3 separate regions of the Triticum aestivum genome follow, and all the other regions are linked to region 1. Evidence: chromatin contacts called from public Hi-C data. All regions are on one chromosome and are shown on one strand. The core of a region is the stretch at or near the end of the contact, and the rest is flanking DNA. Distances in the headings are between cores, read along the strand shown.

Region 1 (2,562 bases), core at 32-2,531:
AGATCATGCAAGGTACCCTATTTCACAGTTTGAAGCTAGAAGAGTACTTGCATCCCACATAGAAATTTCCATGGACTGTGAGTAAGTAAACACTAAGTAAGACTCATGTATTCACCTAATTAGTATGATCTGCGAATTAATCACCATCTTTTGGCTAGAGCTATCAAATCATACATTAAAAAACTGCCAGCTCCAATGAAACCAGCAAGCTGTAGGAAACCTCCCAAAATCAGATTCAGAAACATACCAATTAGACTGGTATATCCTTGCATCAGGGTAGCATGTCAGTACATGCCTAATACATACTTAGAAGTTTTCCTTTGCATGCTTTCCAACAGTCCTACCCTAAACACCGCTCTCCCTATCATGCTACATTCCATTACCACTTATTACCAGCAACCAAAACTGGAATCATAAAGCAATGTGGCACACTGTGAATTACAAGCTACAACACAAAGTGAATTTCGCATGCCAGGACACCAGTCACAGCTAGCACCTATCCGATAGCCAGAAGTAATTATCGGGAATGCTCGGCTTGTCTTTTCCTACCGTGGGACATAAATAGAACCACCCTCAGGTTTATATAAGCACGTTTCATCCATGGGAAGGACTCTGATCGAGCTCTTCGTCCACGTCAGGCAATCACACAGGCAACCGAAAGCAATATCTAGATCATCCAACCAGTCACATTTCTATCCACTATTTATATATAGTAGTATACGCGAGAGCATTTCTGTCCACATCATCCATCCTATATCGTTAAGGGGCAGACAGAAGCACCGATACATGGCCGCTCCGGCGCTGCTGCATCTCCCATTCCGATTATCTCGAACAAGCAATTTCTATACTGGGACCGACCGGACGCCAATCGATGATCACCTGCTGCCTGTGGGAGATTAGGTCATCCGAGTCATCGGAGTCGCGGTCGGCGAAATCGTAGTCCGCGTCCCCGTCGTCGCTGAGGGCGAGGCCCGCCTCGCCGCCGCTGTAGAAGTCCTCGTCGGCGGAGTCGCGCGTGTCGTCCTCTGAATCCATCGCCGCCACCGGCCGCCGCCGCGCGCGCCGGAGCCTCGAGAGCGACCCGGATCGGGCGGATCGGAGCCGCGCCCCACCGTTTGGAGGGAACAAGCGGCTCGGATTCGGTGGACGGACGGGAGCTGGGAGGAGGAAAGGGGTGGAGCGGAGGAAGACGTGGGGGGAGGAAGAGAGGATGGGTGGGATTCGCTCGGGGGCAGAGGAAGCCTCGAGCTTTCTCCTTCCTTGTTTGTTTCCGCACGTTTTCTTTCTCGCGTGTAATTGCTATTTTCTGCTTCTCTGCTAACAACAGTGCTTTCCAGACGGAACCTTTTCCTTTCATGGGAAGGAATCTTGCGCTGCACCAGAAAGGGAGGTATGAATCTTCACTTCACAAACAGGAGTGCCTCGTCCCTCCGTGTCCGAATACCTCTTTGCCACACCACGCCTCTGGCCAACTCCAACCAGACACCAATCGGACATCCATTTTCTTTGGATTTTGTCCTTTTGAATCGTGTTCGCTCCATATCTAGACTCATTAATCTGGTTCGCATACCTCGATCGCTCTATATCTTTAGATTGCATCATCTTCAACAATTCAGCGTAGTCCGCTTCAACAACCAACGGCAAGCTGGACCAGTGGAGAGCAAGCCGAAGCCCCTCGTCCATAGCTGTCATCTCCGATTCTAGAGGCCCCCCGCAATTGAAGAGTACCCGCTTCGCGGCAAAGATGACTGTGCCTTCATGATCACGTAAAATCATCCCAGCCCCGGTTGTACCATCCTCCTTCAGAAAAGCACCATGAACATTCGGTTTAGCATAGTTCACATCAGGGGGCTTCCATTGAGGCGTGGCTAGTATTTCATGTGTGTTCTTTGACGTGCTTCCCGAGTAATCGATCACCTGCTTGCCCTTTGTCAAGTCCACCTCGGGTGCTGCTATATTGCAAGTAGGGAACTGATATAACTCGATAGGAACCGACGCGAGGCCTTGATCGGGACTGGGGGTTTATGATGCATGATCTCATTTCTTGCATACCAAATCCTCCACGTGATCATCAAGGAAGCAAGCTTCTGTACATCCGGCAGTTTATCAAGCAGACGTAATAACCAATCTGGCTCAGTGTCACGCAGGTCGGCTGGGGTCAGTAGTGCCCAATGCTCTTGCATAGCCTCCCAAAGCGTCGCTGCATGAGGACATATGACAAGAGCATGGTGCACGTTCTCCTTTGCCTGGCCACACAGCAAGCATGTTGAATCTAGTTCAAGGTGTATGTATGTCTTGGTAGCTTGTGTAACTAAGGCCTCTTGGGCAGCTTGCCATGCAAAGATACGTACTTTGGCCGGTGCCCCGTTTTTCCATATCAGGTTCCACACTGAACGTCGTCCGTCCGGCTGGCCGCTCAAGGCGCCGTTATCCTGCTTTGCCATATGTTCCTGCAGACCAAGGTAGTAGGCGCTGCGTACCGAAAAGCAGTTGCGTTTGTCCGGGGCAAGCAAGGAAGTTGGAGTCTAATCTGCTTGAAGCCTTCATCTGAAGGACGCAATC
Region 2 (2,562 bases), core at 36-2,535, 490 kb after region 1:
TCCTCGGGGTGTCGATGTCAGGGTTTCTCGTCATGTGTATGTGATGGTGAGATCTGATGCCAGGTTCTTTGGATCGGTTCAAGGGCTCAACGGCGGCTCCAAGAAGTTGGTCTTTAGAAGCACATGCACAAAGACTTTCCACCTGTCGTCGATAAGGTTAGGCCAACTCGGATACGGGAGCGGCGACAACGGCGCGTCGACGGGCAACAGCAATGGTCGTTCGGTGGTTCAGGGGCCTCGTTGTCATTTTTATTATGTTTAGGATGCTCTGTACTTCTAATGAACCTTTACAATAGATTTGAGTCATTTTTGCAAAAAAAAAATTACTCTGGTTAAAAAAAAGGGTCATGGAGGTTTGTGTCTTGCAGAGTCGATTGTCTGGATCTAGTGTGTCATGTTGCTTATGTTGGTTTGGCTATTTGTTGAAATCTTACCTCGACACTATGGCAATGATCTTGTGATTCAACTTGTTTGCACTGCCCATCTTCCTCAAATACGTTCGTCGCTTATGACTTTTCAACTTTTTGTACGAGTGATTCAAGGGCTTTCGGAAAGTTTTATTGCATTTCACCTTCAAGGATTAATACCACAAAGAAGATGTCTTTAAGAGGTTTCATTATAATTACTAAATGCAAGAGCTACTTTGTAGTTTTTCTAATACTGTATCCAGATAATTACATTTGTACTATTTGTGAATTTACATGTATTAAAGGAAAAGGTGAACTGACTATTATACATCCAACATTGTATCTTTCGATGTTCCTTTTTTCTGCTGATATTTCGATGCTTCGTTAGTACTCCCTCTATCCCAAAATATAAGAACGTTTTTAATACTACACTACTGTCAAAAATGTTCTTATATTATGGGACCAAGGGAGTATGTCACTGGATACTCGTGTTTTCATACCATTTCACCGGTATCTTGTACGTAACCACTATCCTATTTTCGTATCATGCCCTGATCCTCTGGCGACGCGCACGTAACTTTCAGCTGGGCATTTTCATAGCACTAGTTTGGTATTTTCGCGGTACATGAATACACAAGCTCGTCACTGATTGCAAGACGGGTCATGTGGCTGTAATTGCTACGACTTCCGTACAAAACGCCAAGAAAAAGATGCCTCTATGGTCTGCAATCGGCATGGTGATATGCTGGCTGCAGGCATAAATACATGGAGGAAGCACCTGTAATGCAGCATGTATGTATGGTTGATGATTTTTAAAAGCAGAGAGAATTGCATCCCGTGATCACGGGTAATGGTGTATAGCAGCCAGTTGGGCGAGTCCCGCCGTCCACATGTGAACCGGCCCTGCCATCACGCCTGGCTCCTCCTTTCTCCATCCGCCATCTCCGTTCATTCATTCCCTCGCCCTTTTCCTCCTTTTGATTTGATCTGGTAGACGAAGAAGAAGCTTAGCACTTGAGTTGCCGGCCTATAAATTCACACGCGCCCCACCAACTGCATCAAGCCATTAACCAGCAAAAGCAAGCGATGGCAGCGGCCTCCGCCTACGCCGTTGCGGTCGCTCTCTTCTTCCTGCTCGCCGCCGATGGCTGCTGCGCCTGCTTTTGGTTTCTGCCTGCCATATTCTGCCCCGGACACTCCCCTACACCTACACCCGCCCCCGCTACCCCCACCCCCAGCCCCGGCAGCGGCGGCAGCGGCACCAACGTCGACGGCGGGGGCTGGCTCGACGCCAGGGCCACCTGGTACGGCGCTCCCGGCGGCGCCGGGCCGGACGACAATGGTGGCGCGTGCGGGTTCAAGAACGTGAACCTGCCGCCGTTCAACGCCATGACGTCGTGCGGTAACGAGCCGCTCTTCAAGGACGGCAAGGGATGCGGCTCGTGCTACCAGGTCAGCTACTGTGGCCGACATTGCAGTTGCTTGACACTGACGGTAGAGTGCTTGTCGTTTCGTTTGTTTTTCCAAGCTGATGGATCTTGGATTGTTGCGCTGCGTTGCGTGCAGATAAGGTGCGTGGCTCACGCAGCGTGCTCCGGCATCCCTGAGACGGTGATCATCACCGACATGAACTACTACCCGGTGGCCCGCTACCACTTCGACCTCAGCGGCACCGCCTTCGGCGCCATGGCCAAGGACGGCCGAAACGACGAGCTCCGCCACGCCGGCATCATCGACATGCAGTTTAAGAGGGTGCCGTGCCAGTACCCGGGGCTGTCGGTGACGTTCCACGTGGAGCAGGGGTCGAACCCGAACTACCTGGCCATCCTGGTGGAGTACGAGAACGGCGACGGCGACGTGGCGCAGGTGGACCTCATGGAGTCGCGGCCGGACAATGGTGAGCCGACGGGGGTCTGGACGCCGATGAGGGAGTCGTGGGGATCCATCTGGCGCCTGGACACGCACCGCCCGCTGCAGGGGCCCTTTTCTCTGCGGGTCACCAACGAGTCCGGCAGGTCGCTCGTCGCCGAGCAGGTCATCCCAGCCGACTGGCAGCCCGACACGGTGTACAGCTCCCTCGTCCAGTTCGATTGACCCCTCCCGCTCATCCATGCACGTCCATGCATGGGTTAGTCGTGCCAATTAAGCTAGCTGA
Region 3 (2,562 bases), core at 42-2,541, 470 kb after region 1:
AAATTAGCCGGACAAGACATGAATGAAGTCAGAAAGAGACGAGACAGACAGGCTGGCTGCGCAATCCGCCCAACGAACCTTATCGCCCTTGCGTCTGTCCTTTTGGTTTTCGGGACTTATCCACACTTTTGATCACGAAAAAAGTGAAAAGGAAAGGAAAGAACGACTCGTACACATACTTCTCTTTTTTGAACAGACCCTGAATCTTATTTAAAATAAGCCAAGCTAATAGGTCTGTTACTACAGTAGTACGTACGTATGTTATGAAACATGCAAAGCAGGGCTTACAAATTCGTGAGCGACAGCGGCACAGCGCCCCATGGACGATCTCACGACTGCCAAGCTAATACATCAGCACGCGGCTGCTAATCCCGCTGTTATTGCAACCAACTGCCGTTGTGGAGGAGCAGGAGCTGGTGTGGGCGCCGGTGGCCCGAATGCCCACGAGCCGGAGGGGGGCGAGCCGTGTGGTGCTGGTGGTGGTGGCGGACGTACGCCGGCGTTGGCCTGGACGACGGGGTGGACGGCGAGAGCGGCGGCGTTTTGGCCCTTGGGAACAGGAACGCCCTTATCTTGAGCGGCTGGAGCCGGTCCCTGCTGGCGGCGTCGTACTCCTCCAGCAGGTGGCCGAGGTCGTCGTTGGTCGTGACGGAGACGAGCGCGTCCAGGTCCTCCGTCGGCAGCTGGCACCGCAGGCTCAACGCCTCCCATCCGCACATGTCCGTCAGCTTCCGTTGCAGCTCTGAAGCGATCGATCGATCCACAGTCAAACAGCTGAACTGGCTGGAGTGCCGGAAACGATCAATGGACAGCAGGAGGCGTCGTTGGTAATAGGCATGTACCGTGAAATTGAAGGGAGCGGTCGACGGAGAGGACGCGGTTGTTGCCGCCGACGTAGCGGAGCGCGCCGTCGGGGTGGCGTGGAAGGATCATGCCCCCGTAGCTGCACAGGAACTTGACGCTGCCCTCTGCAGCTGCCCCGGGGGAACCCGGCTTCACGACGCAGAACACATCGTCGTCATCCAAGGAGCCGAGCGACGACGTGCACGAGCAGGACGACGACCACGAGGACGCGCCCGCCATGCCTTCTTGCCGGCGGTGGACGACACTGAAGCTGCAAGTCGATATCAGTGTTTGAGAACGCAAGAAGCTGTGTGTGTTTCTGTGTGTTTTGGAGCGGTGGCTCCAGCATCCACCTGTACCGTAGCCCCAAGAGGGAAGAATATATGTGCACTCACCCTTGTGGTGTCACCGGTGCATTGAACTTCTGTAGCACATTTTAAAATGTTTGAAAATTTCTAAAGAAAATATCAAACATCAACCCATGTTGTTACAATCAAATTTTAAATATAGCTTAGGGTACGAAAAATCGATATTGAGTAATATATAACACAAGTTGGGCTTTGAATTTGATCCATTATCTCTATTGATAATAAATCCCGCAGATAATCTCAAGCTATGTTTCGATTTTTGATTTGAAATTTTCTGACAACATTGGTTTATGTTGTGTCAATGAGCTATTCTTTTTTAATTTTTTTAAACGTTTTAAAGTGTGTCATTGGTGCACCGGTAGCGCCATAAAAATGGATGCATTGAATACATTTTCAAGCTGCTTGAAGCCTTCGGCGGAGCCACTGGAGTCCTGGAAATTTTTTATCTGTTTTGTCATGGATGATCCCTACTCTAAACCTTCGCATGGTCACTGTGGCCCAAAGGGGTATGAGGCGTAGGGCAGTGTTTGGTTGGATGCCTGACCGAACTTGTTTGATCTGACCACCTCCCTAAAGCGAGAGCAACTAACTAAAGGTTATCCCCTACGGGGACCTTCAGAGGTCATTTTGGATGCCCTGGGGGCACGTTTAGCCGCTATCACATGTCGCGTGCTAGGCGCTCCCTCTCAATTTTAAATTTTTTCTGTATGAGTTTTTGGGTTTTAGTTGGCTTTCTTTTTTGTTTTCGTCTAGTTTTTTCTAGGTTTTGGAGAAGACAAAAATCATGGAGTTTTTTTTTTTGCATGGAAAAAATTATGCTTCCACGGGATGTGCTTCTCAAAAATGAAAAAAATATGTGCTTTCATGAGAAGCACAAAATTTGCTTTTCGTTGAGGCATAGATTTGCTTCTGCGAAGAGCACGTATGTGTTTTGGGGCCAAAATATAGGCTTTCACGCGAAGCACATATTTGTTTCTCATGGCGGCACTGATTTGCTTCCGTGAGAAGCACAAATGTATTTTTTTGGGCAAAAACATGCTTCCACAAGAAGCACAGATTTGTCCTGTGAGGAGGACACAACTGGGAAAGAGAAAAAAATATACGCAATGCTCACTACTAGGGAAAACCCTAGCAGTAGCGCTGGTTTTGTGCTCACTAGTAGCGCGGGTAGGCGCGCTACTAATAAGGCGCTACAGCTATTGCTTAGCAGTAACGCGTGCCGCACGCGCTACTGCTAGGACAAATAGCTGCAGCGCTTGTTCACTCCCACGCTGCTGCTAATGTAACTACTGGCAGCGTGTTTTCTTTCCATCGCTACTAGTATTGTTTTTTTATTTTTTTTATTTTAGTG

Evidence for each region. A called contact is a pair of places that touch in the nucleus more often than the background predicts.
Region 2: a contact with region 1 is called in a Hi-C map of leaf, with 6 times the contacts expected there. The contact joins the promoter of LOC123130669 here to the promoter of LOC123127654 in region 1. A contact is called at or near these places in 2 of 5 Hi-C or Micro-C datasets (both in leaf).
Region 3: a Hi-C map of leaf shows a contact between it and region 1, with 5 times the contacts expected there. The contact joins the promoter of LOC123130668 here to the promoter of LOC123127654 in region 1. A contact is called at or near these places in 3 of 5 Hi-C or Micro-C datasets (all in leaf).

Annotation. Positions count from the first base shown.
Region 1 is chr6A:401,533,639-401,536,200 of IWGSC CS RefSeq v2.1, forward strand. LOC123127654 (probable E3 ubiquitin-protein ligase ARI8) reads right to left here and starts at 1,282. Exons shown (of 15, transcript XM_044547420.1): 1 at 880-1,282. The coding sequence starts at 1,035.
Region 2 is chr6A:402,021,419-402,023,980 of IWGSC CS RefSeq v2.1, forward strand. It overlaps LOC123130669 (expansin-B7), which reads left to right and starts at 1,286. Exons shown (of 2, transcript XM_044550500.1): 1 at 1,286-1,859; 2 at 1,974-2,562. The coding sequence starts at 1,494. The coding sequence ends at 2,501.
Region 3 is chr6A:401,999,734-402,002,295 of IWGSC CS RefSeq v2.1, forward strand. LOC123130668 reads right to left here and starts at 1,292. Exons shown (of 2, transcript XM_044550499.1): 1 at 843-1,292; 2 at 26-742. The coding sequence starts at 1,083. The coding sequence ends at 378.